2 separate regions of the Macaca mulatta genome follow, and region 1 is linked to region 2. The links are chromatin contacts, called in public Hi-C maps. All regions are on one chromosome and are shown on one strand. Each heading gives the region's core, a stretch centred on a gene start, on an enhancer-like site or on the middle of the called end of the contact. The rest is flanking DNA. Distances are from core to core; before and after follow the strand shown.

What was found. A called contact is a pair of places that touch in the nucleus more often than the background predicts.
Region 1: a Hi-C map of CD4 T cells shows a contact between it and region 2, with 2.7 times the contacts expected there. The contact joins the promoter of DNAJC27 here to the promoter of EFR3B in region 2. A contact is called at or near these places in 2 of 14 Hi-C or Micro-C datasets (CD4 T cells and cortical neurons).

The regions. Positions count from the first base shown.
Region 1 is chr13:100,044,858-100,048,924 of T2T-MMU8v2.0, forward strand. It overlaps DNAJC27 (DnaJ heat shock protein family (Hsp40) member C27), which reads left to right and starts at 1,690. Exons shown (of 7, transcript NM_001257595.1): 1 at 1,690-1,831. The coding sequence starts at 1,745.
Region 2 is chr13:99,965,512-99,969,578 of T2T-MMU8v2.0, forward strand. It overlaps EFR3B (EFR3 homolog B), which reads right to left and starts at 2,750. Exons shown (of 23, transcript XR_013402981.1): 1 at 2,506-2,750.

The DNA of each region.
Region 1 (4,067 bases), core at 440-2,939, 78 kb after region 2:
CAGGTGGCTGAGGCAGGAGAATCGCTTGAACCTGGGAGGCGGAGGTTGCAGTGAGCAGAGATTATGCCACTGGACTCTAGCCTGGGCGGAAAGAGTGAAACTGTCTCAAAACAAAAACAAAACAAAAAAACCATCAATATGAAAAAAATAGTAATCAATTTTAATCTCTGGCATGTTTTACTGCTTAGTCTCAACAGCACCACACTTAATCAGTTGTTAAACAGCTGAAGATTTGACATTTTACAATTATTCTTCCACAATACCAGTTACCCTATTACAGGGCCAAAGGTGAACTGCCGAAGAAATCAGATGTTTAGCAGTTTGATTTATTAAATCATACTGAGAAGTTAGCATGTGGATTCTTTTACGCTTTAAAACTATCCAAATTCTAACCAGGACTTATATTTCATATTTGTAAATAATTTTAGAAGCTTCAGTGAATTAAGTTGTATTATTTATCAAAACAATCCAGAATAAACGTCTTAAAAAAACTTAATGTTTAAAAAATACATTTTAAAATTAAAATGTCGAAAATCTGACTTTACTATGAAATGTTGAGCCTTTGTTCATTGCCTTCCCGTAATGCACTTCCCTTAAGATGTTTAAAGTTAGATGAGAAAAGAAGCAATACTTTGTAATATACAGGGAAATTGGCAGCCATTCTTTTTCAGGGCACTATAATCATTGTCAAGTTCTATTTATCTTCTGTAACTGAAGATACTGACTGAAAAAATAAATTACCATTCCTCTCAGACTGACTTTTATTCAAGCAGCTGCTTTTCTCATCTGCTGGAATGTAGCAGAAAAGTGGTTATCTTAGGACTCTTTATTCTTCCACTGTTACATTGTCAGCTAAAGGGAAGGGGAGAGCAGACCTCGAGGTCACGTTCGAAGTGAACAGCTGGGAGCTGAGGAAACTGACGTCCACAGCTCCAGCATGGCTTCGCGTTAACACCTGCAGCAGGCCGAGCCTTTCTCACACAGAGGAGTCAACAAATCCATCAGATCTCTGTAATAGGAGGGCCAAGACTAAACACTCTTGCCTTGACTCCAAATAGACAATTCCATTTAAATGAAAAGCGATAGGAACCAGATTCAGAATCGCTTCACGCCTTGCCCAAGGCCGTCTTCCAGAACCAGGGTTCCGACCTCCTCACTTTCCTGACTCTGGGGTCCGCCTCTCGAAGATCTCGAGCAAGGGGAACATAATATTGGAGGGGGAAGAGGAGCAGCAGACCGGCCCATGGAACCGAAGAAAAATCCAGGAAAAAACAAAACAAAACAAAAAACAAAACACTCCCCAAAGGACCAGATACTACCAGACCTGCCCTGAAGAGCCAATACATTTCCACCACTCGGCTGCGAAAGCAACAAACGCCTCCCGTCCGGGCGTCCCTGAAAACAAGGCCGCGCTCACCTCGAAGGGTAAACCCAACCGCCCCCCAACGCCTCCTTCCCGTCAGGGGACGCAGCCCCAGAGACCCGGTAACCCCGGCCGCGTATCCAGGGCCTGCAGATGACGTCAGCAGCCCCGCGCTAGCATCGCGAGACTCCGCCTCCCTCTCCCTGCTCCCCGCACTCCCAACCGCCCGCGCCTGCTGCCAGGCAGCGGCTGGGATGGCGAGCAGCGGAGGCGAGGCGGTGACGAGAGCAGCGGGTCCGCCATTGGACGAGGAGGCCTGAGGGACGGGCCAGCGGTGCACAAGGAGAGACCGAGGCGGGTGGCCCCGAGAGAGCCAAGGCCATGGAGGCCAACATGTCGAAGCGGAAGGAGCCCGGCAGGTCTCTCCGCATCAAAGTCATCTCCATGGGCAACGCCGAAGTGGGGAAAGTGAGTACTGCGCGCTGGGAGGGGCGGGCCCCAGCGTGGCGGGGCGACGTGCCCATTGGCTGGAAGGGCGGCCACTCAACGGCCTGGGGCCCGGCCTCCTCCCCCCCCCCCCCCCCCGAGCAGGCCCGGGTCTCCGCCTAGGGGTGCGGCTCCGCGAGCGAAGCTCCCCGACCTTTTTGACCTTTGCGTTGCCCCCTCGTCTTCCGACGTCATTCTCCCGGAGATGCAGTCTAGGGTGGCCTCTAGGCCTTGAATATGTCCCCCAAAGAGTAAGGAGGCCTGGGTTCCCATGCGGGGCCGTCGGCTAGATGCCTTGCCCGCGTTCTAGGGGGCTGTCCGGGACCGGGAAGTGGAGGATGAAAGTTGAGTTCCCCCAGCCGGGCCTGGGAGTTGGCGGAACGTCATGGGGTGCGTGTGAGAATTTGGGGTTCGCGAAATGGTGCCCGGCAGCCCAGATTCTGCATTCCCGTCACGAGAGAGCGTAACTGACGTTGATGTGTTTCACAGGGCAGGTGCCAGGGATGGCCGGGGTCCGGCGCTGTTTTGTTTTGCGTTGTGTTTTATTTCTGGTGGTGTTCCCATATCTATTAGTTCCACCGCCCTTCTCTGCCCCATCTATGGTTCACCAGCTATAAACTCTCCTTTAGTATGCGGGAAGGTAAGGCCAGAGGTAACCTGAGGCCTTTTCCCTGACGAATTCCAAGACGGCCTTCTCTTCACCCAAATTATTTCCTTCTGGGCAAGTGGAAGCTGTTGGTTAAGAACTTCCCAAAGACATCAAATCAATGACCGAGAAAAGATTAGAACCTAAGTCTTCACATTCCCACTGCGGTGCTCTTTCCATCGTTGTCAAAATCAACTCCGAAAGAGCTGTTAAGGCAGTGCTTAGGCCAGCGCCTGGCACCCAGGAGATGTTCAGTAAATGTTTACTTAGTGTTTTTTATTTCTACGTAGCATGATCCTGTACTGCCTATGTGTGTATGTGCTAGCATAGTATTCACTGAAAGTCAACATTTTTTTGAACGTCAGCTGTGTACGTGCGAGGTTTTTTGTTTTTTTAAGCCTCTAGGGACTGGGCACGGTAGCTCAGGCCTGTAATCCCAGCACTTTGGGAGGCCAAGGCGGGCGGATCACTTGAGGTCAGCAGTTCAAGACCAGCATGACCAACAAGGTGAAACCCCGTCTCTACTAAAAATGCAAAATTAGCCAGGCATGGTGGTACACGCCTTTAATCCCAGCTACTTGGGAGGCTGACGCAGGAGAATCACTTAAACCGGGGAGACAGAGGGTGCAGTGGGCCGAGATCGCACCTTTGCACTCCAGCCTGGGCGGCAGTAAGACTCTGTCTCAAAAAAAAAAAAAAAAAAGTTATTTATTGTGTCTAATGATGCAACATTAGAAGCAGCTCAGAATGCCTGGTGTCACCACATCTATTTAACATTTTTCTAGTTTTATTAGCCAGTGCAATTAGACAAGAGTTAGAAAATACAAAAATATTAGAAAAGAGAAGGTAAAATTAACATTATTTGCTAATAATGCGATTGTTTACCTGGAAACCTAAAGAGAATTAACTGAAAAACTATTAGAAACATGAAAATTCAATAAAGCAAAGTTAATACCCACAAATTAATAACTTTATTGTGTCCAAATTATATTCAGAATTATATTGGAATTATATTGGAATTACACATTCCAAATGTGTAATTGAAAAACAATTTTAATTTACAGTTACAACAAAAACAAAGTGCCTAGGTTTAAACTTAACATGAAATAGGCAGCACCTATATGAAGACAAGTTTCAAACTCTACGAAGAGACATAAATTACTTAGGCAAATGGAAACATATACGTTTTCGTTAGATAGGATTATGCAATATTGTATAGATGTGAATTACTCAACGTACAAATGAAATTCAATTCAATTCCAGTGAAAACATCAATAAGGGTTTTTTTGGTTTTTTTTTCCAGAACATAATACAAGACTACTAAAGTCTTTTTGAAAAATTAATGTGAAAACAACAAAGAACATTTTTTGGGAAAAAAAGAGAAATGAGAGAAGACTAACTGTTATCAGCCTTGTTAAAATATTTTTCAGGCCGGGCACAGTGGCTAACGCCTGTAATTCTAGCACTTTGGGAGGCCAAGGCAGGCGGATTGCCTGAGCTCAGGAGTTTGAGACCAGCCTGGGCAACACGGTGAAACCCCATCTCCACTAAAATACAAAAAAATTAGCCAGG
Region 2 (4,067 bases), core at 1,500-3,999:
GAGGCAGGGTGAGGAGGAGGAAGGATGGGAGATCCTCCAGAGCTGGAAAGATGGGAAGACAAATTTATAGTGGCACAAGTCACCAAGGTGGGTGGACAAGGGACACCTTTACCTAAAGCTCTTAGGTGACTTTTGGCTCCACGGGGGGCCTCTCTGCCCATCAGTTAATAAAACCCCTGGTGGTAGTTTTCTAATGAGCCTTTATAGGACACATGGGGGAGGCTAGGAGGTGGGAGGGGGAGAAGCACAGTGCCAGGAGGCCCCTGTTTTCATTCTGCCCTGTTCCATCTGTGTCACTCTGGAAAAATAACTTGTAAAACAAGAAGAAAATAGCAATTATAAGAAGTCCGTAATTCCATGCTCCCCCTCGACCTCCTTACTCACTTTTTTTCATCACTATTGATTTCTGGTGAGAAAATGACTTTAAATATCACACAAACCCTTTCTTTTCATGAAAGTCAGGAATATGTTAAAATCCAGGCAGCTGAGTCCTCACCGGGGGAGTGGGCTCCCTCCCACACCTCCTAAGATCAGACTCTGCACCCAGCAACTCAGTAATAATTTCCCACCCAAGCTTGGTGTGACTTTCCTTTGCTGCAGGCAACTGCCCAGAGGATTCCTCCATTACAATCTTTCTATGAATCATTCAGGGTAAATACCATCTCTGTTTGCATCTGGGGAAATAAAAATATAAAAGAAAAATGAAAATCTGTGATGTGTCTGAAAATAGCACCCAGATGCATTGGCTCCCCAGTTCACCTTTCTGACTATCCAGCTCTTCCTTGTCTTGCTTCATACAACAGAGGCAGCCTGGGACCCCCACCTTCAGATATCTCAAATTATCTGGGGCTAAGTACAATGAGGCAGTCCAGCAGAACCCAGTTCCTAATTCTGACCCATTCTGATGAGCCTGTCCTAACTCCTTCCCCACTGCAGGTGCCCCTGCAGTCACATGCTTTTGTCAAATGATCTGCAGCTTCAGGCTGCTCCCTCTGCAGAAAAGAATAGGGGTAAAACAGAGAGAGTAAAAAAAAATATATCTATATATCTATATCTATATATATATATAGCTCACAACCTCTGGCTTATAAAGCACAACCGCCTTGTTACCTTTCCCCAGAGTCCCCAGTGGTCAGCAGCACAGCCTCTCAGGCCAACCTCCCCCTCCCCCCACTTGGTCCAAGAGAAATGGTACTTGCTGAGGGGACCTGCTGATGTCTCACCCTGGATCAGAAATGCAAATGTATTTTTGAGCAACTGGGCAGGGAAGGAGACTGATGAAAAAGTTGAGTCAGTCTCTTTCTCTCTCTCTCTCTCTCTCTCTCTCTCTCTCTCTCTCTCTCTCTCTCAGTAGGGGGGCCCACCAATTGCTGAGCCTTTCCACCAGGCTCTCAGTTTCCTCTGCCTCTAACAAACTTTGTGACTCACAGTCTGTTCCAGGAGCGAGGCAGCTGAGCAGCCGAGCAGCCTCAATGATGGGTTAAATTGGGAAAGCAATCTTCTCCAAACACTGACCCCTCAAGTGCAGCCTGAGCCCATACCTTGCAGTGGGGGTGGGAGGTGAGCACAGCTTCAATTCTTTTGCTGGCCCTAGAAGAGCTGCCAGAGACCTGGGTTTTCATGGACTTACGTCTACTGGGATCACACACACACGCACAGCCCTTGATGGGCTGCAGGTTCGGGAATGCAGTCCATTCTGAGACTGGTCTAGGTCTCCAGTGCTCCATTCATCAGAGCTGCACTGTGGGACCCAACGCGCTCTCTCTTCTTCACCCACACTGCCTGCAAAACCAGAAGGATTCCTGGCAAATGATCAAGCAGAGCCGTGCATCGTGAGGGTCTGGCTAACTGTTGCACGGCAGTTGAGGGGATGGCGGTGGAGGCGGGGAGAGGTCAGGGCTGTGCTGCACTCTCAGCAGCGTCTCCTCCCTTCATCACTGCGGAGGACAAATCTGGAAGTTGGGGAACCTGGATCCCGCAGGGCGGCAGGGGCAGGCAGAGGCCGAGTCCATTCAGGCCGGCGAGACGAGACTCGGCCACTGACTGCTTCCCGGGCCTCGGCGCCGCCTCCCGCCTTCTCTGAGCCGCGCAGACGACCGGCCGCGGGCGTCTCCCTCAGCCCTGGACCGGCTTCCCGCAGAAAACTACCAGGCACAAACCGCTTTTGTTAATTTCGCAAATGCTGCCACACGACCACCTCCTCCAGCACTCCCGGTCTGCTCGGCTCGGGAGACCCGCTTTCCCCTGAGCCTCCGCCCCCCGAAGGACCACCGCCCAGCACCAACACGCGCCGGGCCTGGAGAAGACCCCAGGGTCCCCGGCCCGAGGCATCTTTGTCCTCGCAGCGCAGACGCGCGCGCAGAGAGCAACCGCAACAGCCCCGCCGGGCACCGGGTCGGCGGCCTGGCCCCGCGCCGGGGCCGCGCAGGGGGACAATGGTTCGCGCCCGGGAAGTTTGCGGAGTCGCCCCCGCGGGCTCGGGCCCGGGCGCGGAGCCCTCCTTACCGTACATCTCGGCGGGGCGCGCGCCTCCCGGGAGGCCGGCGTCGCAGCGGCGTTCCCAGCCAGCCCTCTGCGGCGCCCGCCTTTCATTCACAGTCGGGGCGGGGGCTGGCGGCGGCCGACAGGAGCCCGGGAGGGGAGGGAGCAGACGCGGGGGCCGGCCGCGGGCGGGACGGAGCCGGGCACAGCCAGCCCATTCAGCGCCGGGCTGGCCGCGGCCGCCTCCGCTCGGGTTGCTGGGCCCGGCTGCGCGCAGGGGGCGGGGGCTATGCTAATGTCATTCCCCTCCCTCCCGGCTCGGCCAACCCGCTGCCGCTGCGAGCCCCTCGCCCCGCCCCGCCCCTGCGCCCCGCCCCCGAGAAACCCACAGCCTGAGATGCGCGTTTTCCGAGGCTGTCGCCCTAAGGGCTGCGGCGTGCACCTGCGGAGCTACGCATCCCAACTCCCTGCTCCTGTCGGAGCGCTCGGAAGCTCTCCCTAACCTGGGGTCCTCGAGGTCAGCCGGGGCGCTGGGAGCTGCAGGTGCACCCCTCCTCCAGTTCTGTCCAGGCTGCGTGGGCTAAGCCGGGGGTGCAAGGATGGGAATTGGGGGATAACCTCCACCCTCTCCTGGCTACCTTAGCTGAGCGCCATTCTCTGATGAAGCCCTCCAGCCCTCAGCTGCGCCCTACGAGCTACTCTCTTGCTAGGTGCCCAGCCACTCTGGCTAGGTGCTTGCTACCACCAAACAGCGTCCTTCCTGGGTCAGGGACGCAGGAAACGCACCCCACTCCCAACCCCCAAGGGCTGCAGGAAGTCCGCTTGCTTTTCCTCTCCCCGATTTATATGTGTAATTCGCAAGCTTTGCCGCCAGGATCCTCTCTAGCTGAGCCCCAGGGCCGACTTGAATTCCAGCTCTGCACCTGCCGTGACCCTGTGAGGAAGAGGCACAGAGAGGCAGGGGCTCATGCTTACGCCCCACACCTGAAGATCTCTCCTAAGCTAGCTCAGGACTTTCCTGGGCTTCTCATCCGGCCTTCTCTACATTGAACACGTTCCCCTGTCTTTTTTTTTTTTTTTTCGACCTAGAGTCTCACTCTCGCCCAGGGTGGAGTACAGTGGAGCGATCTCGGCTCCCTGCAACCTCCGCCTCCCGGGTTCAAGCGATTCTTCCACCTCAGCCTCCAGAGTAGCTGGGACTACAGGTGCATGCCACCACGCCCAGTTAATTTTTGTATTTTTTGGTAGAGAAGGGATTTCAACATGTTGGTCAGGCTGGTCTGGAACTCCTGACCTCAAGTGATCCGCCCGCCTCGTCCTCCCAAAGTGCTGGGATTACAGGCCTGAGACACTTCTCCTGACCCTCCTGGCCTTTCAACATCGATTTCTTAGTTCTTCTTGCCCCATGGTTGAGAGTTGTTTGGGTTTGGTTTTGTTTTTTCTACTGGTAGAAATATTATACTAGTAGAAGTTAGAGAAGAAAGGAACTTAAAGATATTTAAGAACTGAACTTAACTTCATTTTACTTCTTTTAATGTTGAGAGGTTAATTTATGTTGTTATGCTGGGCTGTGTGTCTGTAGGCCA